2 separate regions of the Mus musculus genome follow, and region 2 is linked to region 1. Evidence: chromatin contacts called from public promoter capture Hi-C data. All regions are on one chromosome and are shown on one strand. The core of a region is the stretch at or near the end of the contact, and the rest is flanking DNA. Distances in the headings are between cores, read along the strand shown.

Region 1 (2,917 bases), core at 393-2,892:
TGAGTTTGGTTCCCAGCACCCACACTGGGTGAGCGAGCACCACCTCTGGCTCCAGCTCCGAGACCTGCTGCCTCGGCCTTCTGCAGCCGTGCACACATGTATCTTTACATAGATCCACATAGCCAAAACTACCAAAACCTAAATGTAAACTTTATAATAATTGCCAATGGCACACATTCTTTATGTGTAAGTGCAGGCGCCTTAGGAACCCAGGGAGCCTTCAGACCCCTATGCGCCGGGGTGGCAGCAGCTGAGAAAGAACAACCTGATGTAGGTGCTGGAGTAGAATTCGGGTCCCCGCATGCTCTCGGCACTAAGCCAGCGTCCTAGCCCTGCTGTTACGGTTGTTTTCTGAGCAGAGTTTCATGTAGCTCAGGCTGCCCTCTAACCTTTTACCAACCAGGACTGGACTTGAGCTGATCTTTTTGCCTGAGTGCTGGGGTTACAAACACGTGCCACTATGCTGGCCAGTTTCTGTTGTTACGGTAATATCTTTCAATATTCAATATGTGGTGTAAATGTTATGTAAGTTAAAATTAAAGTGTGTTTTGATAGCATAAGGATTTATTCGAGTTTGTTTTCTTTTTATTATTAAGGATTTTAAAATTCCCAGTAATCCAGCATTGAAAACCCCCATGGTTGCTGTGTCTGAAGATCTGGATATAGAAGTGGAAGAGGAAGACGAGCTGAAGGCTAGAGGTGGGCTCTTCTGTCAGTGCTCCTCTCTGCGGCCCTGCCCATTTGACTAGGAAGCTGCATAATGAGTAGTTCAAAACAGATGAGAGATGATAATTAAGGACAGAGCCCACAGACGTGATCTTGTAGACCAGCGTTTGCAGTAATTGCAAACTTGATTTGTCTGGTGTCACTTTGTCACAGCTGGACTCTCCCTTGTCTTCTGGGAGCCTTTAGCCGTTGACCTATTTTTGGGTTCTCACCTGCCAGGGAAGGGTTGCTAGGGTGATGTGAAGTCGGTACCTTGGCAGACTGCACGTCTTACCCAGCGCTGAGGAGGCTGAGGTCAGAGGTTAGCTTACACTGCTCTTATTTTACCTGCATCTATAAAAAGAAACGAAAAGAAAGGAAGACAAGAGTAAGGGGGCGGCATTATTTGGAAAAGGAGCCAGGCGGTTCCAGGGCTCCTCTTGACCTAGTCACTCAGAACTTTGAACTTCCACACTAGGAGGCAGTGGGACAGGATTTCCTGGTTTTTTTTTTTTTTTTTTTTTTTTTTGGTTGGTTTTTCGAGACAGGGTTTCTCTGTAGCCCTGGCTGTCCTGGAACTCACTCTGTAGACCAGGCTGGCCTTGAACTCAGAAATCTGCCTGCCTCTGCCTCCTGAGTGCTGGGATTAAAGGCGTGTGCTACCACGCCCAGCTGGTTTTCCTGTTCTCAAGGCTCACAGTACTTAATGTAAACTCTGAATGTTCCGCTAGTTGTTGGGACACAGGACCTGTGTGCATATTAGACAAGCACCCTTCTACTGAGCTGCAGTAGGGTTTTTTTAAGTTTATTTTTTAGGTTTTTTTGTTGTTGTTTTTCTTTGAAACAGAATTTCTCTATTACATACTTATAGCTGTCTTGGAACTTGCTGTGTAGACCAGACTGACTTTAAGCTCACAGAGATCTACTTGCCTCTGCTTCCCCAGTGATGGGATTAAAAGCGTGCGCCAAGGGGCTGGAGAGGCGGCTCAGCGGGTAAGAGCACCAACTGCCCTTCCCTGTCCTGAGATCAATTCCCAGCAAGCACATGGTGGCTCACCACCATCTGTAATGGGATCTGATGCCCTCTTATGGTGTGTCTGAAGAAAATTACAGTGTATTTATATACATTAAGTAAAAATAAATACATAAATAAATCTTTAAAAAAGTGTGCACCACCACACCTTGCTTATAATTCTAGTTTTGAGATATTTGTCATTGTTTCTATTTTGTTGTGTTGGGAGTTGTCAGTCTCTGTTTTCTCTCTTAATGATAGAGCAAACTGAGAAAAATAGAGTGCCAACCAACAGACGAGGTAAATGCAGCCTGTGGAAGGCACTGTGCTCCATGCCCATCACAGACGTCAGGCTGACTTCCCACTTGGGCTTTGGGCCAAATGAGAACTGTAATCTTAAGTCAGATTATTTAAAATATATTCTTAAACTGGTTGTGTCTCACTTTTAATCCAGTACTCGGGAGGCAGAGGCAGGCGGATCTCTGTGAGCTCAAGGTCAGCTGGTCTACAGATTGAGTTCCAGGACGTTAGTGCTACATAATGAGACCCTAGTCATTGTGACCACCCCATGTATTCTTTCTTACATAACAGTAGAAAAGGTTGTTTTTTAAGTGCAGATTTTTAGGTTAAATTAACAAACCCTTGAATTTATCTAAAGCTTAAAAATTTAGAGAGTGAGAAATTTCCAACAGTGTGGCCACTGAGTTGTTCAGGCGCTGCCCTGTGTCTCCATGTGTCTGTGTTTTTAATGTTGTTCCTGTACTGTGCCAGTGAATGTGTGTATGTTTGCCCACTAGGCATTGAATTCTGGGCTCTATGCACAGTATGCATATGCTCTGCTAGTGAACTATCAGCCCATTCTATAGCTTTAACTTTTGAAATTGTTCTTAATAAACACCAAACAAATTGAGTCATTCATGTTTTGCTGAATGGTGACTTAATATTTCTTTTTCACAGGCCTGACAGGTTTGAAAAACATTGGAAATACTTGTTATATGAACGCGGCGCTGCAGGCTCTTTCTAACTGGTAAGTAGTGAGACCAATACGGGTTTTCTTTCTTTTCTTCTCCCCACCCTCTCTCTCTCTCTGGCTGTCCTAGAACTTGCTTTGTAGACCATATTGGTCTTGAACTCAGAGATCCGACTGGCTATGCCTCCCAAGTACAGGAACTAAACATATACCCCACTCCACTCAGGTCG
Region 2 (3,195 bases), core at 454-2,953, 330 kb after region 1:
AATTGTGAGGATAACTAGGCAAGGTACTTATTTGCGACCTTATCCAGTCTCCTGGCTTTATATACCATGTGTATACTCTCAGTATTTCCAAATACAAGCTCTTGGCCTACATGTTGATTCTAACAAACTCTTGTATACAATATTTACTTGATAATTCCACTTTAAAGTATATTAACACTTTAATTTGAGTATTCTGAATCCAAGTTTCTGATCATGCCCTGCGCCCCTACCCTTGTGAAGTCCTCTCTATTGTTGTGGTTAGAACATGGGTTTCCCTCCAAACAGCCCAGCAATGCTTAATCCCCACTGTGTGTGTTGAAACTTCACTCAGCAGTGGTGTTCAGACTTGGGATCTTAGGGAGGTGATGAAGGTTAGAGGCAGACATCAGGATAGAACACCTATGATTGACCACTGGTGGTTTTGTGGGATTAAAGATAGAGATTACAGACTACGAATACACTCTGTGTTTGTGCACCCTCCCAGGACTTCTTATCTTTTGATATGTGGTCTCTTGTACTAACTACCTTGGATTTCTTCTTTAACATAGGAAGCCAAGAAAGAAATGGCTCCCTGACATCTCCCTGACCTTGCCAAAAGAATATTGTCCGTGCACAATCCATATGATAAGCCGACTCCTCAACTGCTGGAAAATTTTGAAATTAAACAGCTGGGGAAAAAAGCCAGGCTATAACCTCTGCCACAAGGGAGTTTGTGTCTTCTAATATTTATTTCACTTCTGTGATTATTATTATATATATAAAGGATTAGAAGTTCTAATCTACTTGTCTGGAAAGATAATTTTAAGGGCAATTTATCATCTGGAGGAAAACAATAAATGCTTAATTTGATAGGACTTAATTCCTGGAAAATATTCCAAGTCTTGACTAAGACTGTTGGCAAGATAATCAATTACAAAACTTGTTTGGATTTCTTGCTTAAAATAGGAAATGAAATGATCATTTTAAAAGATTTTGTCTTATTTTTTATATGTATATATGAGTGTATGCCACATTTATGCAGGAGCCTGCAGAGACCAGAAGAGGACATTGGTGTCCCAGGCTGGAGATACAGGCGGCTGTGAGAACTGAACTCAGGCCCTCTGCCAAGGCAGCAAGGGATCTTAACCTCTGAGCAGTCTGTCCAGCCTCTCGACGGCTTGCTTTCTGAAATGCTGTCAAGGTATTTGTAATCGAGTTTAGGAATTTCCTTAAGATAGATTTAAAATGGATTTTTTTCATATAATAGATTCTGATTACAGTTTCCCCGCCCCAGATCCTGCCAGATTCTCCTTACTAACCTGCCCACCTAAATCCACACCTTTTGTTTCTCTCTCTCTCTCTCTCATTAGAATGCAAACAGCCATCTTAAAAAAAAATACGTTTTATCTATCCTCATTTTGCCACTAACTCAAATTTGTCAGTGTTACTAATGAGGACATAGTCTGTGTCATTTAGGGAATGCTTTTTAGTTTTTCTGTCCAAAACCAAAAAATAGCGTTTGAGCCAATTAAATTATTAGCTCTATATATCATGGTTGTTATTCAGTGAAGATATTTTTATGTCACATTAGGAAAAAGACCAAGAATTTCTGATGTCAACTTCACATTTTCTCACCCCTTGTCTCGCACCCTCGCCTCCCTAGCCTCTGCCTGGCTCCGGCCCCTGACACTGCATTGCACAGCGTGTTTCGAGATTGCTCCCCTGAGGTCTGTCTAAAGGATCAGTGAGTTTACAGCTTGTTTGCTTTGCCTTATTGTCATAGAAACTATTCTAGGTTTGGACTCTGCACTCAAGGCAAGTGCGTGAATGGATACGAAGGAAGGAGATCAATCCGGAGCAGCTCAAAGCAGAGGAGCCTTAAAGCTGGAATATTGAGTTCAGTTCTCACAGGTTTCTGAAGCCTGATTGTAGAGGCTTCAAATGGCATTGGGTCACCACCATCTAACTGTAAACTTCTACCCAACTGCTACCTAGCAACAGCTTACATCATCACCCGCCACCAGGTGGGTACAAGGCCTAAAAGAGGGACTGCTGTCTCTCTCTCTCCCTCTCTCTCTCTCTGTTTCTCTCTCTGTGTTTCTCTCTCTCTCTCTCTCTCTCTCTCTCTCTCTCTCTCTCTCTCTCTTTCTCTCTCCCTCCTCCCCTCCCTCCTCTTCCTTCTCCCTTCTGTCCTCTGTGTCCCCCTTGCTCTGCCTCTACCCCTTTCCCAGGTCCCCTTCCCTCCCTCCCCACAATAAACTTTCTTTATACTTGGCCTGTTGCAAGGTGTGATTGTTCAGGGGGTACCACAGCATGGGCACAGGAGGTACTCCCCGTGTTCCTGCCACAATTATACAGCATTACAAAAGACAACAAGGACATGTTAAAAGAGTCTTTTGAATTCCTGTTCAACCCAACAGCGCCAATATTAGTATGCTTACTAGATACAGCCAATGTACAGGTCTCCCCCAAAATAAAAATAGCCCCTAATAATAAAAGCTGAACATTTAAAAAGCATAATGAAGTAGTGCGCATTTCCATACGCTAAAACTCCTGATAAACTCCTCTGGGGAGAGGGCATGATGAAATAACGGATTGTCCTCTCTTGGTGAACTTACCCAGACTAATGCTACCTCAGTGTGGCAAGTGCGTCGTGATGACTTCTGTGGCCTGTGGGATGGAGACGCACCTGGACCGGCACGCTGGGCCCTGGGCCCTGGGAAGGCGCTCTTCGTCCTTCACACGCACGCACGCACGCTATGGCTTCTTGGCTCTTGTCTTTGCTGCAGCCCTGGAATTTTAGGCCCAACAACCCAGAGTTAAGCATAGGCCATGTTTTTGTTTGTTTTATCTACCGTGAGGGTTTGCTGGTCTCATGTTATATAAGTCAGTCACACGCCAACAGCAAGAACTTATCATCTTTTGTTAAAATTAACATCTTATGTCTAAAACTCCTCTACGGAGCAGGGCTCTTGTCCAACAGACAGACGAAAGCCTTCCACCGTTGGCTTTGAGGGCTGGCCCATCACTAACGGCAAAGATACTGACATGGCTAATTTCCTGTCCTTCATCTCTGCCCCTCAGCTTGCTCCCAGCTCCCTCCCCCACCCCCCGCCATATATTGTTCTTCAGGTGACCACTATATTTATAATGTCCATTGGCATGGTGAGATCTGTTTTTATTAAAAAGTTTCTGACAATTCATGCATGGCTGTAC

The links. Capture Hi-C pulls out chosen DNA fragments and counts their contacts.
Region 2: a contact with region 1 is called in a promoter capture Hi-C map of pancreatic islet. The contact joins two enhancer-like sites. A contact is called at or near these places in 1 of 39 promoter capture datasets (hippocampal neurons), 1 of 484 Hi-C or Micro-C datasets (bone marrow-derived macrophages) and 3 of 9 other capture datasets (adipose tissue, liver and pancreatic islet).

The regions. Positions count from the first base shown.
Region 1 is chr3:152,361,304-152,364,220 of GRCm38.p6, forward strand. Usp33 (ubiquitin specific peptidase 33) reads left to right here. Exons shown (of 24, transcript NM_133247.3): 6 at 597-699; 7 at 2,675-2,744. Among named protein-coding and RNA genes, the nearest start is that of Usp33, 16 kb to the left of the region's middle. Within about 2 kb of position 1,643, at least 3 of the 459 cell types and tissues checked have an H3K27ac peak or open chromatin away from gene starts, as enhancers often do. A contact at or near this core is called in pancreatic islet, where this site is marked.
Region 2 is chr3:152,687,633-152,690,827 of GRCm38.p6, forward strand. No RefSeq gene overlaps it. Among named protein-coding and RNA genes, the nearest start is that of Gm32085, 8.8 kb to the right of the region's middle. Within about 2 kb of position 1,704, at least 8 of the 459 cell types and tissues checked have an H3K27ac peak or open chromatin away from gene starts, as enhancers often do. A contact at or near this core is called in pancreatic islet, where this site is marked.